3 separate regions of the Mus musculus genome follow, and regions 2 and 3 are each linked to region 1. A link is a contact called in public promoter capture Hi-C data. All regions are on one chromosome and are shown on one strand. The core of a region is the stretch at or near the end of the contact, and the rest is flanking DNA. Distances in the headings are between cores, read along the strand shown.

The links. Promoter capture Hi-C pulls out the DNA fragments that hold promoters and counts their contacts.
Region 2: a contact with region 1 is called in a promoter capture Hi-C map of the 3T3-L1 cell line, with 6 times the contacts expected there. The contact joins two enhancer-like sites. A contact is called at or near these places in 2 of 39 promoter capture datasets (the 3T3-L1 cell line and cranial neural crest), 1 of 484 Hi-C or Micro-C datasets (cerebral cortex) and 1 of 115 datasets of contacts at active chromatin or transcription factors (embryonic stem cells).
Region 3: a contact with region 1 is called in a promoter capture Hi-C map of cranial neural crest. The contact joins two enhancer-like sites. A contact is called at or near these places in 1 of 39 promoter capture datasets (cranial neural crest) and 1 of 9 other capture datasets (embryonic trunk).

Annotation. Positions count from the first base shown.
Region 1 is chr6:117,278,142-117,280,826 of GRCm38.p6, reverse strand. No RefSeq gene overlaps it. Among named protein-coding and RNA genes, the nearest start is that of Cxcl12, 110 kb to the right of the region's middle. RefSeq lists an enhancer at 418-1,618. Within about 2 kb of position 1,321, at least 33 of the 459 cell types and tissues checked have an H3K27ac peak or open chromatin away from gene starts, as enhancers often do.
Region 2 is chr6:116,766,954-116,769,638 of GRCm38.p6, reverse strand. No RefSeq gene overlaps it. Among named protein-coding and RNA genes, the nearest start is that of Gm36788, 6.9 kb to the left of the region's middle. Within about 2 kb of position 1,323, at least 14 of the 459 cell types and tissues checked have an H3K27ac peak or open chromatin away from gene starts, as enhancers often do.
Region 3 is chr6:117,714,587-117,717,271 of GRCm38.p6, reverse strand. All of the region lies in intron 2 of 1700030F04Rik (RIKEN cDNA 1700030F04 gene), which reads left to right. Among named protein-coding and RNA genes, the nearest start is that of 1700030F04Rik, 36 kb to the left of the region's middle. Within about 2 kb of position 1,376, at least 5 of the 459 cell types and tissues checked have an H3K27ac peak or open chromatin away from gene starts, as enhancers often do.

The DNA of each region.
Region 1 (2,685 bases), core at 72-2,571:
GACTCAGGCTGGACATAGACACTGGCAAGATGTGCTCTAAGGAGACTTCCATGGCCTCAAGATCTAAGCTCAGGACTAGAGACACTCTATAGCCCAGGTTGCAAGGTGGCCCGAGGAAAGTGAAGAGCCTGAAGAGGCAAAAGGAAGATGGAGGGATGTGTTTGGAATGTTTAAAAAAGGGCTCAAGATTACTGTAAAATGAGAGACCTCAGAAGATGCAGATGGGGAAAGAGTGTATACAGTCAGTGCCAAGGGATGAAGCTTGGGCATCAATTGCCAACCTATTTTAGTGATCATTCTTGTAATTGTGTGTGTGTGTGTGTGTGTGTGTGTGTGTGTGTGTGTGTGTCCCAGCATCCTGCTTCTGGAATGGGAATTAGGTGAGAAGCGGGCAGGAAAGTGAATCCGGAGCTGGAGGATCGAATTTCTCAGAGGTTCCTGTAGCTGCTTTCTAGACACACGGTCCCATTTGGACAGGGAGTGCGTCCCTGGCGCTTGCTGCACACCTGCCAAGGCGGGAAGAACAGGCTCCAGGCAGGACCCAATCAGTTGAGTGAAATAATTGAGCTTGGGTTAGATTAGATCCAGCCACACATCTCATACTTAGCGCTAATTATTCACAGAGGCCGAGGCTGGCTCGGGAGCTGGACTGTGTTACCTTGTGCTTTGTGGCCACTGACAGCTCAGGATGAACTGGCCTGAAGTATTAATAGCCATGGGCTCTAGCTTTGTTTCGTCTGGAGTGGCATGTCACACAGATCTGCTACTGCTCAGAAAGACAGCTTCTCCCTGCTCTGTACGCGGTGGAGGGGGAGCTCACAGGGTCCTTTGTTCCCAGTTTCCATCAGGCGGTAAGAAGGGACGGTCTGAAGCCAAGTCTTGTTCATTCATTCTTCTAGGAGCAGGGTGCACGCCAGGCATCTGGCCACTTTGGGCTCTTGGGATTCTCCACACTATCTGGAAATTTCTAGGGAATGGGGGTGGCACTGACAAAGGAGGGAGGATGCAGAGATGCTATGGTTTGTTATCTAGGGCTGGGTTCACAGTTCTGGGAGGGGGAAACAGCCTAGCATCACGAGTTTCCCTTCCTACTGTGAAATGGCTTAAATGAAGCCACGGCAGTCAAGCCGAGGATGGGAGGTCCCTGCCTTTCTTCTCACTCATCATGCTGGTCTCAGGTCACATCCCATGTACAACAACAGCACAAGTAGGGACAGTCAGTGGCAGAAAAGCAAGGCAGCCACAGAAGGCTAGCCAGATGGTAAGCTCAGCTCTCAGTGGGCAGCTGAGGACAAATCAGAACCAGAGAAGATGCTGGGAAGACTTTGGAATGAACCAGGAAGCAGCAAGGCTCCAGGGAATGGGCTGGTTAGTTGGCAATGTGGCTTGTCACCTCCCACAGAAGAGGGACAGGAGCCAGTGGTGACCACAGCATAACTGAGAATGTGACAAAAGCCCAAATGAGCCCCCTGTCTTTGAGTCCAGGAAGGCAGAAAGCAATGCTGTTGGAATTTTCTTGAATGTTGCAATGCTGCATTTTCTCACTGTCAACAACTGATTTCCTAAAATTTCAGACAGCGCATGAGTTAGTATTCAAACCATTGCATTTTTCCAGTCAGTAAGTATATGTGATAGCACTTTATGGGCTAGGGGCCTGGAAGCAGCTAGGTTGAGTGGCCATGGGTCAGAGCCCATACCGAGGTCGCAGAAGGCATGGCAGCTGAGGTTGGATCATCTGCAGACTGAGCAGGGCCTACAGAACTTGTTTTTAGGAAGCTTCTCGTGTGGCTTTTGGGTAGAGCTGGACAAGGTGGTACCTGTGTGGGCCTCTGCAGAAGGATGCTTGGATACCCTCCATGTATGGCAGCTAGTCTTCTCTAGAGCTGGCGATCCTGATGACTTATTGTGGCAGACAGAATTCCAAGATAACCCTGTATACTCCAGGAGATACTATTTTGTAGACAGCCTTTTAACACACGTTAGAGAGTTTGAAGGTAGAAACGCTAATTCAATAAACAAAGTTCATGTCGTGGATGGGGCTCGGTTCTCAAGGTCTCAAGAACAGGTTCTAAGAGCTGAGAGTTCTTGAAGCTGTCAGTCTGTAACTCTAGGACCCAAAGCTAGACACAGCCTCACAAGCCCTAGGAGGGAGGGATCAGTCCTAGCCAGCACCTTGCTCTCAGTTTTGTAATTCTCTGGGTAGGAGACTCGGTCATGTGGTGCCTAGATTTCTGGCTCTCAGAACTGTAAGATAATCCCTAAGTGTTGTCTGGGGTAAGCTCATGGCAATTCAGTATACAGCAGTTCCTCTCTGTCTAGGGTTGAACCCATTATTCCATCTTTCTTTAATCTGACTAAAGTGTGATACTAAGTCTATCCACATTTATCGGGAGGGATCTACCATTTGAAAGGAATTTCCTGAAATTTGTGGACCCATTTTGAACCAGCACATTCCAGCAATGGATGTCCTGGGGCCGTGTGGATATTCCAAGGCAGAGAGGCCAGAGGCTGATGCTTTTAACATCCAGAGCTAATTTACAGGTGTCAACTAAACAGACTTAGGTTAGGCAAGTGAGAGTTCCCTTTTAGGAAATGACCATCCAGAGTGGGAGGTTGCTGCTCTCTCTAACCCCCTTTGATGTTCTCTGTGAGTAGAACTGTAGGACTAGAATGACGGCGGAGCAA
Region 2 (2,685 bases), core at 74-2,573, 510 kb after region 1:
AAAGGCTGCGCCAAGAAGAAGGCAATGCCCAGAAGAAACACGGAGAGCTGATCGCTGCAGGTAGTGGATGGTGCGCATTTGCACTGCAGGGGTTCTCATGAGAAGCCAGTTGTTAAGTTCATCACCCTGCCAACGTAGAAACTTATGCCAGCTACCCATGTGTCTATCTCTCCCTCAGCTAGAGAAACAACCCTTCTTTTTTTTTCAAGAGCAGAAAAACCAGTCTACCTTTCTGATGTCACAAATCTGGAGTGCTGAGGAGCCAAAGAACCATCTCACTGCCAAGGCAGCCGGGTTTGAAACCCTACTCAATGTGTACAAGTTACGGGGAATGTGGAGGGAGATATAGCTTTCCTGCACACACCTGACACCCGCAGCTGTCTTCTGCAGCCTGTGCCTGGGGACCGAGTATCTAACACCTTCATCAGAGGCAGGTGTGGCTCATTGTTTTGTTTTGTTTGTGCTTTCCACCCCACATCCCATTTCAGGATGTTAGGATTTGAAACTATCAAGTAACATCAACAAACTATATGTGTTTTGGAGACAAAGGAAGTGATGAGCCCTGGACTTCTAAGTTTACTGGTATTTGGTTCCCGTTTCCTCCAACTCCTGCCAGGTCCATCCCTTCTTCCCATGGCTCATTTCCCTGATCCATCAAATCATGAAGATGCTCTCTCTAAGGCACAGATTGGCCTCCACAAGCTAAAGGAAATGCTGTCACTGTGTGCACCTTTAGCCTCATGTACATGCGTAGCTCCCACAGGCTCTCTTAGTTCCGTGCTGTATCTACTGACATTCCTCCCTTCTAAGTAAGCAGTGCGTTCTCTGAAGACCTTTAGATACTTACTCAATCTTAGCATTATGCCTGGTGGTTACTCTATTCTGAGACAGCAAAGGAACCAGACTATAAATAGGTCAGATCCCAGCCCTCACCTCACTGGCTTCTCAGGGCAGGAGCTACAAACCCTCTGTGGCTGTGAGCTGCTTTTGAGTCTGCAGGGAGCCCTTAGGTAGCAGCTCACACAGAGAACACTTGTTAGGGCCTTGGGTCTGATCCTGGCCCTGTGGACTCTCCCATTATGAATATCTATAAATGCTTACCAACATGCCTCAGCTGCTCTTACAGCATGCGTTGGTGTGCTTTCAAGGGGTTGGCCTGCACCCCAGCTCCTAAGGTCGGCTCTTACTAGCTTGAGATAAGTGCAGACTCTCAGCCTGTTTAGCACAGACATTGACTGCGAAACATACTTGACCCAAGCCAGTCCTTGCTTCGGTAGGCCGCTGTTGTCAGGGTTTGGAGGAAACCTGTGTACCCCACATTTGATCCCATCAAGTAGAGCCAAGACTTATGGGTGGCCTAAGAAGATCTCACTTTTTCTGCATTGTTTGATGTGAGGCTAGAACAGCAGCAGGCAGCTGGTTGACTAAGTGGGAAAAGAGTCTGAAAACAAAGCCAAACTGTAGAGAAGACAGCCAGAAAACTAGTGACCGTCCAAATCCAGCCAGTCTTTGCACATCTTTATTTCCAAGTTGCTGTGACTTCTGTTCTCTGTTTACTTGCAACGAAAAGCTGTGAGGAGTGTCTCATCCCACAGTCCAAGAAGCAAAGCTGTGGAGCAACCGGGATAAGCTTAGAAGTCGCCAGGGTTGTAAGGAACTTGCAAGAATTAGCATTAGAGGGAGGAAGCAAAGGGAAAGCCCAAGGATGAACCAGAGCACGCCGGGCCTCTGCCGCCCCCTAGTGGACACTGCTGCCGCCACAGATCCTGCGGCCCTAGCTCAAAAGTTGACCAAAGCCCGGTTCTTCACCGGTGCCTCGACATTCCAGACCTAGATCCTAAGGAATTAGTTACCCAAGTGGAGTGCTCCTTCTTTGTACAGTAGGAAAAATAACATCCCCTGTTATCTGTAAGACTGTAATTAGATGAAATAGTCAAGATGAGGTTAACGGGACCTGCCCATATGAAATAACAAAAGGGGGGAAAATGAATTGCTGACGAAAGAAGTTTTGAAAAGTAGCACAGACAAAGAGCCGCGTGATTGATCCACGTCACTGACCGGAGAGGATCCAGGCCATGCCTTTGAAAGTGTGACTGAGGAAGCATATGGCTGCGCAAGTCAGAGCGCCCACCTAAGCCCAGGCTAGGAACCTGGACAGAGGGAGCATTGCATGCACTGGAGATGCAGAAGCTCCTGTAAGCCCCAGAACGATCCATAGATGCAAATGAGGAGATGACCAGGAGAGCCACTGGAGAGGACTGGAGGGAAAGAGACACAGAAAGCCAGGGCAGGTCCTGGCCACTAGCAGGGTCACTGAACCATCAGAAACCCTCGTTTCAGGCAAGGCCGTTAGTAGTTACAGTAAAACGCAGGTCCCCTAAGGCGGTGGTTCTCAACCTTCCTAATGCTCTAACCCTTTAATACAGTTCCTCATGTTGTTGTTACTTCATAACTATAATTGTGCTACTGTTATGATCATGATGTAAATATCTGATATGCGACCCCTGTGAATGGGGTCACTGTGAAAGTGGGTCACGACCCAGAGGTTGAGAACTGATTCCCTAAGAACTCATACAGGCAGAACCTAGATAGAGCCATCTTGTCTGTAGCCAGGATGAGAGTGAAGCTCAACAGCAAGCTCAGAGGTATATGCAAGGATACAAAAACAGTCACCACAAAATAAGA
Region 3 (2,685 bases), core at 127-2,626, 440 kb before region 1:
CTTCACACGACCAATCTGGCTCCGGGCCTCTTCCTCCTCCTGCTGGATCCTCTAAGGTACTGAACAAACAGGGACGAGTGCTGGGTCTTTCTAGAGGCGGCCTAAACAATTCCATTTCAAAATCACTTGCAGAAGACGTGTCCACGATCTTCTTTTTATGGCGACTGGGTATTCACGTCATCTCCTACCTCTCCTTTACCCTGTGTCGGCAATCTCTACAGTTAGACGTCCAGATTTAGCCAGAAGTCTAAAAAGGGTCGGGGGAAAGGTTGAGAGCAGCTTTTTCATATTATATACACAGGACTTCTACGGCGACAGCGTTTCCGAATGGCCGCCTGCGGTTGTCGCGTCTCGGCTTCTCTCGGGTGGAGGGAAGACCCGCGGCCCAAGAATCGATCGTTCCTCTCGCCGTGATTCGGGGCCCCGCTCACCTTCGTCCAGGCCCATCGAGGCCTCGGTTCATCCAGGTCTGCGTGCTCGGCCACGGGTGGGCCTCCCGTCCCGAGCCGGCGATGGCAGAGTGTTCTTGCTCAGACCCGCCGCCTTAGGCCGCAGAAGCCCCGAAGGCCCAGCCTTGGCCTTCAGGTGGATGCCATTCTTCCCGTCATGCCACGCTCGCCGCCACTTTCGAGGCGTCCTCGAAGGCCTGGCTGGGACTCCTCGGTGGGCCCGGCCCTGGAGAGAGGGCGCCGGTGGAGTCGGGGAGGCCGCCGCCATGCAGGCGCATCGTTGGCAGGGCAAGAGTCGCTGCGGAATGGCCGCGTGGCCTAGCCGGTGGCTGCCTCGAGGGCGAGGGCTCCTGGCGTCCGCAGAGTAGGGACCGAGGCTGCTCCCGGGCCCCTCGGGCTCACCCGGAGCGGGCCGAGGCCGTGAGGGGCCCGGGGCGAAGAAGGCCACACTCCCGAGCTCGCTGCGCTCTCTGCCGGAACTATCTGTTTAGTTTTGATGGACAGGAAGGAGTACCAGGGAAGTCATTTGACTGGCCATCAGTTCAAAGTATGACTCAATGTTTCTTCAAGTATGCTTGTAATTATCCTCTGCACATCTGTATCATCTTAGGATATGCTACATGATGTTGCCCATTGTCTGCACACTCACTTTCTTATAATCCTCTTCAAGGAGAACATCCCGTTTTACACATTAGGAAGCTGTGCTAGAGGATGCTGCCCCAGGCAAAAGAAACCGTCCTGTGAAAGTGGCTCTGGACTTACAGCCAGGGCGTTCTTCATCCATTAGTGGCTGCAGGAAGACTGTTTCATTCCTCGGTTGGGTTCACATCCAGAGCTTTGTCCCAGTTAACTCAGTTCTCTTGCCTGACACTGACCAGGCCACCATCTCGGCCAGGGCATCTAGCTGCCTGGCAGGTCATCACTCACATGTACACTGAGTAATAAGGTTGGAGAATCTCCAGACCTGGGATGGAGGGATCCTGTGACCAGCATCCATACCTCTGCTGCCAGCCTTGGACTTAAGGATCCAGAGGAGAAATGCATTTACAACTGGGTCTCTATGGCCAGGTTCAGCCTCCTGGATGCCCTGGGTATGGAGAGGACCCTGTGCCTGGAGTCACAGAAGGAAGACTGTTATAGTAATGTAAGCTCAGTGGAAAAAGTTCCAACCTTAGTGAGTGTAGCATCAGTGATCTCCGAAGTATAAACAGATGCCTGCTCCCATACCTCCATGCTTCCACCCATCCCCTCCCCCCTGCAAGGCTCCCCATGCTCTTTGCTCCCCTTACATCCCCTTCCCCAGAGTTTGGTTTAATTGGTCTGGATGGGACCCAGGCACCTGGACTCCTGCGAGTACTCCTGGCACAAAGGCTCTGAGCCTTAATTATCTAAGTGAAATGATGTTTTTACTTACATATAAGTGGAGAAAGCACTTCCCTGAATTCAGAAGTCTCTGTCTCCCTGCTGAGTTTGTCTCCTGGCTCATCCACGTCTTGGAGCAGTTCATTCAAAATTGTTCGGACAAGAGCCATCTTGTTTTAACACATGGCTTTCTCTTATTAACTGTACAACAAAGGCACCGTTTTCCAGATGTCGAGACTTTTCTTTACAGTTTTTCATCTGTCATGAAAGAAGACATCTTGGCCAGATGCCTCTAGCCACTGAGAAGGATTTGTACTGCAGCCCTGGTGAGGCTGTTGCCCTGGACTGAAGCCTTGGCCTTGGGGCCATGGAGCTGAAGCCTTTTTGGGAAAGCCCAGGCTGCATGCCATGGCCACCTTTCTGTGGCTGTGTGGATGATTCAGGTCCTGTTGACAAAGACAGCATGGATGCCGGGTTGCAGGTCTATGTACAGATGGAACATGAAAGTCTTAGCTCCTTCAGATGCAGAACGGACAGGGAAGCCCCTCAGTCCCCTTCACTGTGTCGACACTGGCTCTTCGGGAAATGTCAAGGCCTTAATTTAGGCATTATAGCCACTCTCCTGGCCCTACAACCCAAATATGGATAAAGATCAGGTCTGACTGAGGTCCCTGCCCCAGTTAATGACACTAAGGATCAGGTACCAGGCTGGTACTTGTGGTGGTTTGAATAGGTATGGTCCCCATAGACTTACATGTTTAAATGCTTGGATGGGGAGTGACACTATTAGGAGGTTTAGCCTTGTTGGAGGCATGCTCTGAGGTCGCCTATGCTGAAGCTGCACACAGTTACAGCCTCCTTCTGCCTGCCTGTG